5 separate regions of the Mus musculus genome follow, and all the other regions are linked to region 1. The links are chromatin contacts, called in public HiChIP or PLAC-seq and promoter capture Hi-C maps. All regions are on one chromosome and are shown on one strand. Each heading gives the region's core, a stretch centred on a gene start, on an enhancer-like site or on the middle of the called end of the contact. The rest is flanking DNA. Distances are from core to core; before and after follow the strand shown.

Region 1 (2,700 bases), core at 45-2,544:
TTGTAACTCTGTCCCAATAAAATCCAACACCCTGGTCCTGCTCATGCAGAAACTGCCTTCATACTTTGGTCATCAATTAGATTATCTAGGCTGCTTCCAGAACTTGTTGTTTTTTTTGTGAATAGTGTTGAGTAGGAAAAGATTCTGCAAATTTGGTTAAAGCTTCTAGTGTGGAAATCTTCCTAGCTTGTGGGTGCATCGTGCACCTGAATAATAGAGAGGTAGAAAGAGAACATTTGTTGGGTTGGGGAGACATAACTCTGCAAAAGTAAGGAACTTTTCTATGTCCTCCTTGCTTAATGACACGGAGACCTTTATATTTATTATAAAGGTGAGGCGCAGAGCCAGGCAGACTCTAAGCTATTCTAACCAAGTATGCTGGCCTACTTCCCAGCCATGTGGACCTTTCCTGCCTTCTCAGGCTTGCTCTGGCTCCTCCTCCTTCATTCCTGTTCGGATTCCTGTCTCCCTTCTCTCCCACCTGAGATGCTCTCTCTGTCTCTGGCCTCAGAAGTCCTGCCATATCCTCTCCTGCCCAGCCATAGGCTATTAAGCTCTTTATTTAACCAATCAGGAGGTGATAGAGAATAATATTTTATAAAATACTGAGTCATACTAAAGTCGAGACTGGAGCTGGACCTCTGGGTACAGGAATCAGACAGAATACAGAGTGCACAGAAATGTCCCTCAGCATAACTCAGTAAGAGAGCTTACTCAAAATCTAGAATTCCATCTCCAGCACAAAACCAAACCAAAACTTTAATAGTTAAAAAAGTAATTAAGTGCTGGGCAGTGAGTGGTGGTGCATGCATTTAATAACCCCAGCACTTGGGAGGCAGAGGCAGGCGAATTTCTAAGTTCGAGGCCAGCCTGGTCTACAGAGTGAGTTCCAGGACAGCCAGGGCTATACAGAGAAACCCTGTCTCGAAACACCCCGCCCCCCCAAAAAGAATCTATTAATTCTTCCCCAACAAGTTACATTCCCAACCCTTTTGTGTTTTTGTTTGAGCACTGACAAATGCTCACACTGTAGCCCAGGTTGCTCTTGAATTCTCCAGGTTGCTCTTGAATTCTCCAGCCTCAACCCCACCCCTGTCCCCCACCGAGTGCTGGGATTCCAGGCTTGAGCCCCCACTCTCGATCAACAAGCAGTTGGCTTTGGCTGACACGCTTCCTTCCTCTCCGGTTAACATTACTACTCCCCACTCCCGAAGCTTTCTCAGAAGGCAGTGTCGGCTCGCCCAAGAGCCTCCCGCTAGCTGCCGTGCGCCTGGGGGCGTGGCCTGGTGACTCCGCCCCTCGCTGCGTGCGCACGTCCTACCGTCCTGGCGCTCGCCCTCTCGGCTGCGAAGGTACAGAGAGAGTCGCAGACGCGGAGACTGACTGACCTGCGGAGCCACTGACGGTGAGTGGTCCGCTCTGTGCCCCGTCCTCCCCTCCCGGGTCCTTGCATGGCGGCGGCCTTCTTCGAAGCTCTGCTCCGCTGTCCCCCCGCGACTCGTCCTCAGCCTGAGGGGACGTCGGGCGGGGGGTGGCCGGAAGCGGGCTGAGGCGGGCGAGCGAGCGAGCGGGAGACTGGGGGTCGGAGAGGGGCCACCGAGCGGGCCTTGAGCGTCAAATGAGCCCGAAACCGCGGACGTCGCGCTCTAGACGGCTTTGAGCTCCATCCCCAAGAGTCCTCTGGTGTTCCCGTGGGGCATAGCCCCTCCCAGCGTCACGAATGCTCTTGAGGTGACTCCGGGGTCGAAGTTAGTGCAGCAGCGCAGCACATGAGCCTACCTGAGGTCCCGGAGGAGCCCGGGGCGTGGCGGCCTTGTTGGCCAGCCTTCAGTGGCTCCCCTCGGTGGCAAGATCCCTTAGAATCCCTGTGGGGACTTGATGAGTGACCTGTGGTTCTGAGTGCAAGACTGGGAGGACTCAGTCGTAGATGTAGCCGGTTGGTCTGGCCCAGGAGGTCACCTGTCACCACCAAAGCACAGAGCTCCAGGTGACTTAATTGCTCTGTAAGAACTGCCTGGACCGCCTTGCACACTGCTTGCACAAGGACTGTCTTGTGTCATGCCGTTTAAATTGGTTCTGAAGGACCAGTTGTGGCCTGTGTTCAATTGTGGGCACCGCAAACTCAACTAGAGAAGGGAGTGTTCCCGAAAGACAGAAATATCATATACTGTCCAGTTGAGGGAGAGCGCTTGCTCTCCAGTCCTTTCTAAATCCTTGAGTGTTTTACTACCTATAAAGTGAGAATATTAAGAGACTCGTGAAGTAAATCCACGAACATTCCACAGGCGAGATAACAGCACTGAAGATCTTAGTTATGCATAGACATCCTGTGATTTTTTCAGAAGTGGATTAGAGATTAGAAATGGTTTTGTTTAAGTGGTCATACTGGCCTTAAACAGTCTAGTCATGTAGAAGGTTTTGTGCGTTCCTATTTCTGGTATAGTGCTTCAGTTTATAATAGTTATTATAAATGTCATTTAATACATAATTATTAAGAAAGTTTTTTTTGGCGGTGCAGTTTGAACAAGATGAGCATGTATTTTACTACTGAGCCCACAACCCTACCCAGTGTTTTGTGTTTTGAGAAGGAAATCTTGCCATGTAGTGTGCACTAACTGAATTTGAGATCCTCAGGCTCCTAACTGTTAGGATTATGATGAGCTTGCACTATAGTGCCCAGCCTAAATCTTTTTTTCCCCC
Region 2 (2,700 bases), core at 103-2,602, 880 kb before region 1:
ATGATCCACCTGCTCTCCCTCCACCTCCCCAGTATGGGAATTACAAGAGCTCATCATCACATCCAGATTTTTCACATGCTTGTTTGGCAAGCACTATATCAACTGAGCTATCTCCCAGCCTTAAGGGAAAAAAATTGAAAGTTTTCTAGAGCATGCTTGCACATGCCTTTCATCCACACTGAGGAAGCAGAGGTTGAAGGATTATACACTGGGCTACATTGTGAGAAGTCTCAGAACAACAAAAAGATTATATATAACGAATAAAAATAAAAGGAGCTGGAGAGGCAGTTCACTGTATATAGCACTGGCTGCTCTTCCAGAGGGTCTGGGTTTGATTCCCAGCACCCACACCAGAGCTCACAACTCTCCAGTTTCAGGGGATTCCAACATTCTCTTCTGGCTTTCATGGGCAGCAGGCACATGTGATACACAGACAGACAGGCAGGCAAAACACCATACACCTTTAAATAAATAAATTTTAAAATAAACGAGAGCTGTGAAAGAAAGGCAAAAATCATAGGAGAAACTATTTTTGGAAATGTTAAGCTGTTAGTATGTGGGGAGAGGGTCCAAAGTCTTCAAGCATACGAAGATGTGTACGGAAAAAGTTAAGGTTGGTCTTCAAGTAAGAGAAGTTGTAGTTGCCTTACACTTTCTCTCATATCCCGTACTTCGTGAAACTCAAGAAAGTCTAATAGATGCTCTCCTGGTTTAATGACCCCCACACTGACCTCGTAAGTTCCATTCATCACATAATTATTGCTTCATTGATTGTGAAGACAGAGACTGATCTCTCACCATTGCACATCGTAGATGGTACCAGGTTGTCAGGCTTTACCTCAGACTCTGAAGATAGCCCATGCAGTGGGCAAACTACTTTGTTTCCTACGTGTTTGCATTCGTTGAGTCATTTGCGAAGGTTAGACCACGCAAGAATAGGAAAAAGCCTAGAGGCGAGGTCGAAGAAAGTTAAGATCCTGCTATGGAGAATGAGTTTCAGCGGGTTCGTCCAACCCCTGGGTCCTGTTTCAAGTACACCACAGACATGTCCTAAGAGGGAGGCCCTCCCGGCCAATATGAGACCTGACCTGAAGCCCCCCATACGGAGGACTCGCTGGACCCCTCGCACTTTCTGCTGCCCCAAATTCCCTCAGCCAACCGAGTGACTGCCAACTATCTGGTATTAGGCAGTACATTGCGAACGCTCCGGGACTAGCCACTGAACTACGACTCCCAAGAGGCACTGCGACTGATTGATAAATCAAACAGCCAATAAAAGATTAGCAGTGTCCTGGAGACCCAGTCCTGTAGAGGAGAGGCGGGCCTTCCCGTGGGTAGCTCTTGGAGCCAGTGGGCGTCTCCGTGGCGGGGCTCCGGCTCCTCCCCTAGACTGTGCTCTAGGGTTCCCGGTGTCCAGTCTCTGGCAAGGTGGGTCACCTGCAGGCGGGCACTGGCTTCTGAGCTGCCTCAGAACGTGGTGTCGCAGGTGGCTACTGGAACTGACACCCAACACTGCTGTGGAGCTGCGTGTCCGAGCTGACTGGGCCGCGGAGCCGCACTCCCTATCCTTAACCACGCATTGGTCGCGCTGTGGCCTTGGCTCTGCTTCGCTCAGAGGTGCTGGATCAGGTCGGTGTCTGCCAGATGCCGGAGAGTTGGTGCGAGCTACCCACAAGATGATAGCTTAAACTTTCCCTGGGGATTCCTCTACCGGCCCTAACGCGTTGTGAATTTCGCCAGATACAAAAATAAAATATTCTCTCCAGTGCCCTTCTGGGGTATTATGACTTTTCTCCTTAAAAACTGACGAAAAGACCGGGAACTATTTTGTTTTCAGAGTCTGGGATAAAGACTAGCAAATGAGAAAGCTATGTCTTTGCAGTCCTTCCAGGGAGGCTTCGTTCCTAACATTTTTCTAGCCTTCAGATTTCTCCAGAGCAAGGACCCAGAAGACATAATCAGTTTACCATTAGAGTGACACATTGTTCCCAGAGCCCCCAAAATGGCAGCTAGAATGGAGATAACTTTGAGCACCCACACTGAGGATTCTGACAAGCAAGAGAGACACATAATAATGAAGCTGGAAGAAAACCGTGGCCCCCCTCAGCAAAAAGCCTATCCTGACCCTGAGCTTTCCCGCCAGGGCTTCAGACACTTTTGCTATCAAGAAGTGTCTGGGCCCCAGGAAGCGCTCTCCTGCCTTCAACAGCTCTGCAGACAGTGGCTGCAGCCTGAACTACACACTAAAGAGCAGATTTTGGAGCTCCTGGTGATGGAGCAGTTTCTGGTCATCCTACCTCCAGAGATCCAGGCACAGGTCTGGCATCGGTATCCAAAGAGCAGCAGGGAGATTGTGACTCTGGTGGAAGATTTGCACAGAACATCCAAAAAACCAAAGCAGTGGGTAAGGAGGGTCCTATTTCTGTGGGTCCTAGGTAATGTTTTTGTTGTCTTTTGAGGTAGTGTTTTGTCTCATGATCCCTAGTTAGAGATTCCAGGCTTCAAAAGTTGCTTCCAGCCTGGAGGAATCCCCTTATCCCCCAAAGCCATAACCAGGGTTTCAGAAAACCGAGCCACTGGCACCCAGTGAGGAAGCAGAGAACTAAGCTATTCCTTCAGAGACTCCAACCTTGTAAGAGTAGGTTTTGTTTGTTTGTTTTTTAAGATTTTTATTTATTATATCTAAGTACACTGTAGCTG
Region 3 (2,763 bases), core at 20-2,519, 840 kb before region 1:
ACACAGGAGCCAGGTGAATGCTCTGATGCAATGCTAGTCTATTGTTAAACCCACCTACAGTGGTCCTTTAGTAAATACCTGATTATGCTATTCCTCTGGGCCTAGTGAAAAACCTGCACCAGGGGAATTCCATTCTACTAACCCTTTCATGAGTAATACTCCAACCCACCTATTTCCTAGGCCATTGTGTATTCCTGTGTTTGGGTGAAACTCAGCTATTGTTCTAAGTAATTACTATGCAGACTGGCCCTGAGCTTTTCTAGCTCTGTTCTAGTAAATTGTAATGTCTGATTATTTTCACTGTCTCTACTAGAAGTGAATTTGAATGTTACTGAATAGGTAACATTCTTACTGAATTCCAAGCTCAGGGTCAGGACATTGGAACACTGACAAAGGCTTAGCTATATGTCAAAATCAATCCTTAAAGGCACTTATAATAAAACAATACTGAAAGAGAGCACACGAATCCATACACCAGACTAACGCTGGGACAGGGTTTGAGTATACGTGCTATTGGAATGCCAAGGCTCCAGGAGGCGAAGTTTCCGTGAAAGTCTTCACCTCATGACTGCTTCCAGGTTTCTAAACCTGTAATGCGAGTCACTACTGGAGTGGATGTAGCACTGATGTATTTCTTGGATATTAATATTTTTTTAAGGTTGGTTGAGCCTTTGACTACATACCATTTTAGTTATCTAAAAGCAAAGAATAAACTGTTGGTCAGCAAGCTTTTCTCTGGTTACACGAACTGAATTATCTCTGAATTACATCTGGATATAGAACTCCCACCCCCACCCAGCCCTGAAGGCCAATGTCACTTGTCCACTGCAATGATAGCTCACGACCACCCTTCTGTGGCTGTCAGCGCGAGCGCGGGGCGGTGCCTTTTGAGTCAGGGCTTCTAGCAATCACCAGCGCCAGCATCTATTAATACTAACCTCCAGTGGGGGAAGAGCAGGCCAGCGGCGGAGCCGTGCGTCTCAGGACTAGGGAGGCCTCGGAGCTCCTCTGACCCGCTTGATCGAGGAAAGGCGCCCTCTGACCCGCTTGATTGAGGAAAGGCGCGGAAACCCCGGCCCGCCGCCGCCGGTGTCCACGCATGCACGCAAGGGCAGCTGGGCGGCTCGCAGCTGTCTTGAGCTTCCGCCGCCAGTGCGGGAGGCTTCGGGAGCAGGTCCCGCCAGCGGCCAGAGGCTTGCCAGCTCCCAACATGGTGGCGGCGGCGTCAGGGAGGGCGGTGCCACATGGCGTAGCAGCCAATGATCTTCCGGGCTGCGCCGCCGGCAGCACAGGAGAGGCGGAAGTGCCGCGGGGCCGCCTTCCCTGTCCCGGCTGCGGCCCCTGCCGGTTACATAATCTGTCGCGGGGGACCGCGCAGTCCCACGTCCGGCTTCCCGGCTCCCCCAGGATGCGCTGAGCCTTGAGACACCGTCCGCTGCCGCCGGCTCCCGTCCGAGGTGAGGCAGCCGGGGGCCTCGGCGGGTGCAAATCGGGGCGGTGAGGAGGTCGCTGTCGCGACACCGAGGGCACTGCCCGCCCGTGGGAGGCCGGGTTTTCCGGAGAGCCCCTTACCCACCCCTGCGCGGGGCGCTTCTTAGCGCCCAGTTTGTTTCCGTGACGGCGGCGAGGGGCGCGGTGGGGCGTCGGGAATTGGCCTTTCTGGGGACCCTCAGCCAGTAATTGCAGGAATTGGGAGATGGAAAGGCGGCATCCTCTGGTTTTGGAGGTGAAGGGTCTGGTCGACTCTTCTAGCTCCAGCCTGCCTCCCTTAAGGGACTTGTTGAGCTGGGGGTAATTGTCGACTTTTTGCACGCGTGAAAGCCGAGGACCCTGCTTTAGGTCTGTCGCGTCTTTTCATTCCAGCAGTACTTTTGGTATTCCGGCACATGGAAGCTAAGCGGACCCTCCATAATCGCCTCTGACTTATTTCTTCTGAATTGGAGAAAACATTTGCCAAGGAGAAAAGGGGATCTATGACCAGTGCTGCTGTCTTGGGCTGGGGCTGTGGAGAGGGTACTCTGGGCCTTCTGAACCTCCAGCAAATGCCTGCCTTGCTGGTGTCAAAACCCAAGGCTTGGGGAGCCAGGCTGCAATAAACATAAACTTTGGCTCCTTTATTGATCTCTTAACTCTGCCAAGTCCCAGAGCCATGTGCTTTTGGGTCATTCTTGTCACCCTTTGGTCTTGAAAGAAGAGACTCACAGCCTAACTCTGTGGCTCCTGTGGTGTCTGGAGTGCTAATTAAGGAAGTTGCCAAAGAGCTTTTCCTTTTTCAAAGTACTAGAAACATAAAATCCCTGAATTAGTCTTGGCTTGTCTGCTGGCTTGTGTGACCCAGCAGGCAAAGTCATGTTACTCCCGAAATCATCTATGCAAAGACTTGAGTCCACAAAACCATGTGACATGGAGGAGAGTTTTAGAAGGCCTGTGACCTTGTTACCAGCCGAAATGTCAGGAAGAGGAAGGTCTGGGACAAAAACAGCATATAAGTACACACAGAGAGAGATGCACACACCAGTGAACTGCGAGTTAGTACAATGTGATTAAAAACTAGAGGATGCCGAAGGGCCATCGTGCCAAAGTAGTACACTGCTCATGGCAGGGAACATAAGTCTACACACCTCCTTTTAGGGTTTTTGTATACAACAAGAATAATATGCCAGATGTAAGCCCCCTGAGAGTGGGGTTTGCATTGACTCTTTAAAAAGGTTGTAGTTTGCTAGATTTTCATCTTACAGACCTAGACAACCCCACATCAGGCTT
Region 4 (2,700 bases), core at 153-2,652, 530 kb after region 1:
GTGGTCAAAGAGGGAGTAGACTGTAAGGAACCCTCCCGCGCTACCTCCTGGGAAGAGTCTCTTGCCTACTTTAGTAGTGCGGGCTGCGGGGGTAACAAGGAGAAAGCAGACCCAGTCAAGGCTCAACAGTGGACGGCAGAATTGTAAAAGCAGACAGGCTGGCCATGGTCAAGAGCTAATGAATCCGCACTTCCAAGACCTGCACAAGAGCTGTATGTTTCTAAGGGCTGCTGCCAAGGGCTGAAGAAATCCAATACCTTGGCCTGCTGGGAAGCTCGCAGCCAAAAATGTCCTAAGAACTCCCGGAGGGCCAAGGGCCCTACACTCAAGAAACCTGCAATTACTGGTCTTGTCTGCCTACAGCCGGCACAGAAAAACACAGTCAGCAGAGATCAGCACTCCCAGAACTTTTTGTCTATCTATGATTTCTAGCTGGGCAAAGGAAAAGAAGTCCAGCTGTTTAGTAGCAAGAGGCTGCTATCATTGTATCCTTTACTGTATTAATTAGAAATGATGGCACAGAGATGTAGCCTCTTGTAAAGTCCCACAGCACACAGGGGGTTGAATTAGAACTATAAGCAGGAAGCTGGCCTCCCCGGCCAGAGCTCTGATTCTTTCCTTCTTAAACTCCTGGTCAAATGGAGTGACCACAGACGCCAGTGCTGTGCACTGTGGGTGACCCTGAGCAAGTACTTAGCACAGCACATGAACTATTATTACAGTTGACATTGAATAAGGACTTATATGTTATTCGGGTTTCGTTTTGCGTTAAGACCAGAGATATTTTATGTCGATGAAATAATACAACTACCCAAACCACCCAACGAAACCGGGTAGACTCTGGAGGAATACAAATCTATAGTAACTCATGCCGGTGAGCTCACCGCACAAGAGTTAACAGCGAGGCACGCTCTAAAGGATCCTCGCGTCCGAGCTGCAGGTCCCCAGGCCACAGGGAAGCACCATTTTCAGTCCGAACTCCCTCTGAGACGGTTCTGCCTGAAGCCTGCCCTTCGGATGGGGACCTGGCCTCCTTTTCAGGAGAGCGCGGCTCTTGCCATTTGAAGACGTTTAGTTTTTCAAAGTTGTTTTGCAGTCGCCAAGATGACCGATTACTGGCTTAAAAGTTGCTAAAATAATCCAGCCCGGTTCGTGACCCTGTAAACCCTGCCGGGGAAGGGCCCGCCTGCCTCCCCCAGTCCAGCGGTGAGCAAAGGCGGCCCGAGACTCCCGGCCCCGCCGCCCGTGGTGCTCGACCCTGATACCCGCCGCACGCCCGCCGCCCACCTGCCAGGGAAAGGAGGGCAGCGCGCGAGCCGCCAGGAAGCGGCGCTCGAAACTCTGCAGCAGAGACGTGGCCCCCTCGTGGTCCTCAGGCGCCATCGCGGGGCAGGGCCAGGGTTGCCTGGAAACGGGCGGAAGCGAGGCCTGAGACGGAGGAGGCGTGGCAACTAGGAGGTAAGATGTGGGCGGGGGCTAGTCTATGTTCCGGCCCAGGAGGCGGGGCAAGATGGTGCCCGCGGGGCGGGGAGTACGGTGGGGCAGGGTTAGAGGCGGACCGGGCCGGGTTGGGCCTGACTGGGGAGCGTTTTAAACAGTTCCTGGAGCTGGAGCTGGCAACTTGGAGGCGAAGCCTAGACTGGCTTGGGGGCGGGGCTCAGAGGGCGGTCCTTGGCAGGAACTGGGGGTTGGAAGGTGGGCCCGAGCGGGAATGGGGGTGGGGCTGAGATTGAGGTTGAGCAACTCTTAGCCGGTTGTCTTTGGGTGGTCTGGGGCGAGCTCAGATCAGCCGGGGGCGAGGCTAGGGTGGGTCTGCCCTCGAAGTAGCCGAGGAAGATTTTTGGAGGGGTCTAACCCCACCTGGGTGTTAGGAAGTGATACCTGGGATCCTTCAGCCTACCTGCGCACGCACACGCGCGAGTGCGCGCGTGTACACACACACATCCACGAAGCCAGGTCAGCATAGGGGACCAAGGAGTTGGTCTTTATTCCCTGAACTGGGTTCATTTAAATAAAATGAACTGAGATTGTTTCTGTGGGGTTTCATCTTTTAATTTCTTTACGTTATTTGTGTATATGTGTTCACACACACACACACATATAACAGTAACAGTATCTGCTCTGAAAATTAGTGCACAGAATTGCAGAGGCTTCCAGCAGGAGTTTTGTTTCATCTTGCAAGGAATAGAATCTGAACTAAGAGTGGGAGTTAGCTGCAGTGGGTGGCAGAGTATTCTGTTCAAAGTCCCTAGAGTTGAAAGGCAGGACACTGGCAAGCCACCCCTGTTGTCCTCCAAGTGTGCACTGTCATTCAAGGTGTAACAGTTCAGTTTAGCAAATGTCTCAAAATCTCCATTTGGAAGCTTCTAGAGCTAGCTTGTTAAATATACTTGCAGAATGTTGATGAAGGGGACAGATTGTATCCCATTACCTCCTTTAGACAAGAAATCCTGAGGTTTGTTTTGGAGAACAACAGAAGGGAATTAATTACAGTCAGGTCTGTGACCCTCCAAAAATCCAGGCCAGCATAGGGGACCAAGATGGGATTGGTCTTTTATTCCCTGAGCTGACTTGATTTAAATAAAATGAACTATGATTGTTTCTGTGGGATTTTGCCTTTTAATTTCTTTACATTGATTATTTGTGTATGTGTGTGTTTGTGATCCACCACACATAAATAGAAGTCAGAGGATGGCTTGA
Region 5 (2,723 bases), core at 23-2,522, 820 kb before region 1:
GATCTGCAGGTCTCCCATAGCAACTGGTCCTTATGATGTCACAGTAAAGACTAGTCTTCCTGGACCTCCTAGTTTGGGAGAGTATGGTATGTCAGGGGCAAGGAGGGAGGCGGGCAAGGGAAGAGACCAGAAACCTAGGGTAAATTTGTTGATGTTAGATTCAGAGCAAGCCACATAAGACAAATTGGCTTTGGTATGCTGGAAAGTCATTCGCTAGGCTTCCTCATTTGTGGCAGGGAGAACGAGGATTTGGAGAACAAACCTGTAGAGATCTGAATCATGCTGAGAAGATGGTTCTGGGTGACACTTGTCTAATTATCCATTTTCTCATAGGTTAAGCAGTATGTAGATAATGCCAATTTTTTTCCTGTGCATTCTGACAAACTGGAACAATTATTCTGCTGGTAGAAATATAAAACTACAGGTTCTTTAGAATCTTAACTCCACCACAACTCTGTTTCATTATAGAAAATTTAGTTCTAGGTTTTACATCTAGGTGTATGAACCATTGTTTTTTACATAGATATTAATTTGCTATGGATTGCTCATTGTTTCAAAACCATTTGTTGCAAAGACTGTTCAAATGCATTGTCCCCCATGTTAGACTAGCCACGAATGTATGGCCCTACCCCACATATTTTTGTCCTTAAGTATCTACTCTTGGTCAGTACCACCGTGTTCTAGCCAAGGGCACCTTTACTTCTTGCACCTACCCATTTTCCTTATCGCCCACCCTTCCTGGCACAGCTCTCCTCTCTCCAGCCCTGCTTTTGTCGCGGTTGTCCTCGACTCGTAGCAGTCACCAAGGAGAGTTCTCTGTAGAGCCTGTGCTGACCCTGACACCCTAGGCGTGGTACACCAGCACTACCTCGCTCCACAGTTTCCAGGGCAACCTCTGGCGCGCGAGTCTGGGCGCCAATTTCCGGCTTGTCGGGAATACTGACTAGCTGTGCGTGCACAAAAGCCTTCCGGGTACAGGTCTCGAATTCTGCCCAGGGTAGGGTATCTTCGTTCCTGTCATTCTGTGGATACTTTATGAGGCTTCGACTGCGGGGTTTAGCTATGCTTTTACAAATACAAAGGAGACTCGGTCACAAAAGGTTATAATGTGCTCCATATATCAGTGAGGTAATGAGAGTTCCAACGGGACCAGAGCCAAAAGCGCTCTCTGAAAGACTATGACGTTGCGCAGCTCGCAAGGTGCTTGGCGCCACCTGTTGGTCTGTGTCCTGCGCTTGCGCTCACCACCCCTCTTCGCTTCCTGTCCTGTTTGGCCTGGTCCGCACGCTGTCCAAGGCCTCTGAGCGTTGCTATAGAGACCGGAGAGCGCTGGGCCTGCGAACTCTACAGAGACGGGCAGCGGCGCCCCAGTGGACTCTTGGGGACCAGAGCGCCATGTCTTTCCGCGACCTCCGCAGTAAGGCTGCACCCGGCTTTCCCGTGGGCTTCCCAGGATCTCGAGACTCCCCTGCCGGACCCCTGCCAGAGCCGTGGGCCCAGGCAGGCCGTGGGTCCCTGGGCCAGCCAGGGGCTGACAGAACTTTACAGCACCTTTGGAAAGTTCGGTCCGTCACTGGCCACGTGTAGCTAGAACACTGGGAATGTGTCTCGAGCCGCTGAAGAACTGAATGTTTAATTTCACCTCATTTTATCTCTGGTTGTCACGGCCACATTTGCAGCCGCATTAGAAAGGTCTTGCGGAAATGGAGACTTCTTCTGCATTTAGTTTGTAGAAAGAACCAGTAAAGCCGAGGAAGTGGCCGGATGAATGGATGGCTAGTGCTGCTAGGTTGTTTTGTTCATTTTTGAGGGTTTGTTTTGTTTGTTTGTATGTTACAATCTGTCACATGCTGTCCTCTATGTGGGCAATATTTCATTTACTCCTAGCAGGTTTGTGCCCTGGTTAGAGATGAAACAGGCAGCAAGAGGTCAAAGTAATTGAACGAGTTGCTTTAGAGTTTGAATCCAGCTTGCCTGAATGCCAAATACTGGGCAGAGAACTTGGCTAGAGAGTGGGGAAGCAGACTACTCTTACTCGTTATACTCTTTGGGGGAAACATCCTTTTTGTGGCAGGTGATTATATTTCACCCTTATTGTTCCTAGTTTTAACTGCAAGTTAAGTAGTATAGCTACCCCTGGTTCACACAGCTAGAGTGATGGGACTGTGTGACCTAAAAAATCTTACTTCACTTACAGAAGAGTAGCAGCTATTAGGGTCGTGTTGTCTAGGGTTTGAGGGTATTTGAAACAGTGTAATTATGACTGTCCCACGTAGTTTTTGATGAGGCTGGCACTTTACTGGGATCATTGAATAGTGATCATTGTACTGGAAAGAATATTTAAAAGGAGTATTTCAGAATTTATACTGATTTATATTTTTTTACCTTAAATAAATGCTGTATAGTGTGTAATCTATGAGACTGTCACCATTTATAACAGTGGAGAACTTGATAGCTACTACTTAGCTAAAAGGAGTGTTTAGGCAAAACCTGACTTTTTTCATAGAGGTATAAGGAAAAGCTGCAATATAAAGGGTATACATATATGGGATATATGTGTGTGTGTGATATAAGGGAAAGAAATAAGGGAAGGATGCTTCCTATCTTTCTACCATCTCTTCGTGACCTAGCAGAGTCTGCCTGCCCTGCTTTGTTGCCCAGATAGATTGTTTGGAATGCTGAATGTACATTTTGAATACCCGTAAGCATGAGTAGACATTACA

Evidence for each region. Promoter capture Hi-C pulls out the DNA fragments that hold promoters and counts their contacts. HiChIP or PLAC-seq counts read pairs in DNA pulled down with a chosen protein or histone mark.
Region 2: a FOXA1 HiChIP or PLAC-seq map of pancreatic cancer cells shows a contact between it and region 1. The contact joins the promoter of Zfp174 here to the promoter of Hmox2 in region 1. A contact is called at or near these places in 1 of 39 promoter capture datasets (cranial neural crest) and 2 of 115 datasets of contacts at active chromatin or transcription factors (microglia and pancreatic cancer cells).
Region 3: a contact with region 1 is called in a promoter capture Hi-C map of pre-B cells. The contact joins the promoter of Naa60 here to the promoter of Hmox2 in region 1. A contact is called at or near these places in 5 of 39 promoter capture datasets (cranial neural crest, liver, maxillary cranial neural crest and 2 more).
Region 4: a promoter capture Hi-C map of pre-B cells shows a contact between it and region 1. The contact joins the promoter of Eef2kmt here to the promoter of Hmox2 in region 1. A contact is called at or near these places in 1 of 39 promoter capture datasets (pre-B cells) and 1 of 115 datasets of contacts at active chromatin or transcription factors (pancreatic cancer cells).
Region 5: a contact with region 1 is called in a promoter capture Hi-C map of second pharyngeal arch cranial neural crest. The contact joins the promoter of Cluap1 here to the promoter of Hmox2 in region 1. A contact is called at or near these places in 4 of 39 promoter capture datasets (embryonic stem cells, maxillary cranial neural crest, pre-B cells and 1 more) and 1 of 115 datasets of contacts at active chromatin or transcription factors (pancreatic cancer cells).

The regions. Positions count from the first base shown.
Region 1 is chr16:4,725,067-4,727,766 of GRCm38.p6, forward strand. It overlaps Hmox2 (heme oxygenase 2), which reads left to right and starts at 1,295. Exons shown (of 6, transcript NM_001136066.2): 1 at 1,295-1,405.
Region 2 is chr16:3,845,871-3,848,570 of GRCm38.p6, forward strand. Zfp174 (zinc finger protein 174) reads left to right here and starts at 1,353. Exons shown (of 3, transcript NM_001081217.1): 1 at 1,353-2,404. The coding sequence starts at 2,003.
Region 3 is chr16:3,883,350-3,886,112 of GRCm38.p6, forward strand. Naa60 (N(alpha)-acetyltransferase 60, NatF catalytic subunit) reads left to right here and starts at 1,270. Exons shown (of 7, transcript NM_029090.3): 1 at 1,270-1,457. It also overlaps a transcript of Zfp597 not described here.
Region 4 is chr16:5,254,554-5,257,253 of GRCm38.p6, forward strand. Eef2kmt (eukaryotic elongation factor 2 lysine methyltransferase) reads right to left here and starts at 1,403. Exons shown (of 8, transcript NM_027446.2): 1 at 1,288-1,403. The coding sequence starts at 1,383. Gm15983 (a long non-coding RNA gene) reads left to right here and starts at 1,410. Exons shown (of 3, transcript XR_003951974.1): 1 at 1,410-1,458.
Region 5 is chr16:3,907,737-3,910,459 of GRCm38.p6, forward strand. It overlaps Cluap1 (clusterin associated protein 1), which reads left to right and starts at 1,273. Exons shown (of 12, transcript NM_029738.2): 1 at 1,273-1,417. The coding sequence starts at 1,396. It overlaps 1700037C18Rik (RIKEN cDNA 1700037C18 gene), which reads right to left and starts at 953. Exons shown (of 3, transcript NM_028484.2): 1 at 714-953. The coding sequence starts at 717. It overlaps Gm41410 (predicted gene, 41410), which reads right to left and starts at 917. Exons shown (of 4, transcript NR_153801.1): 1 at 869-917.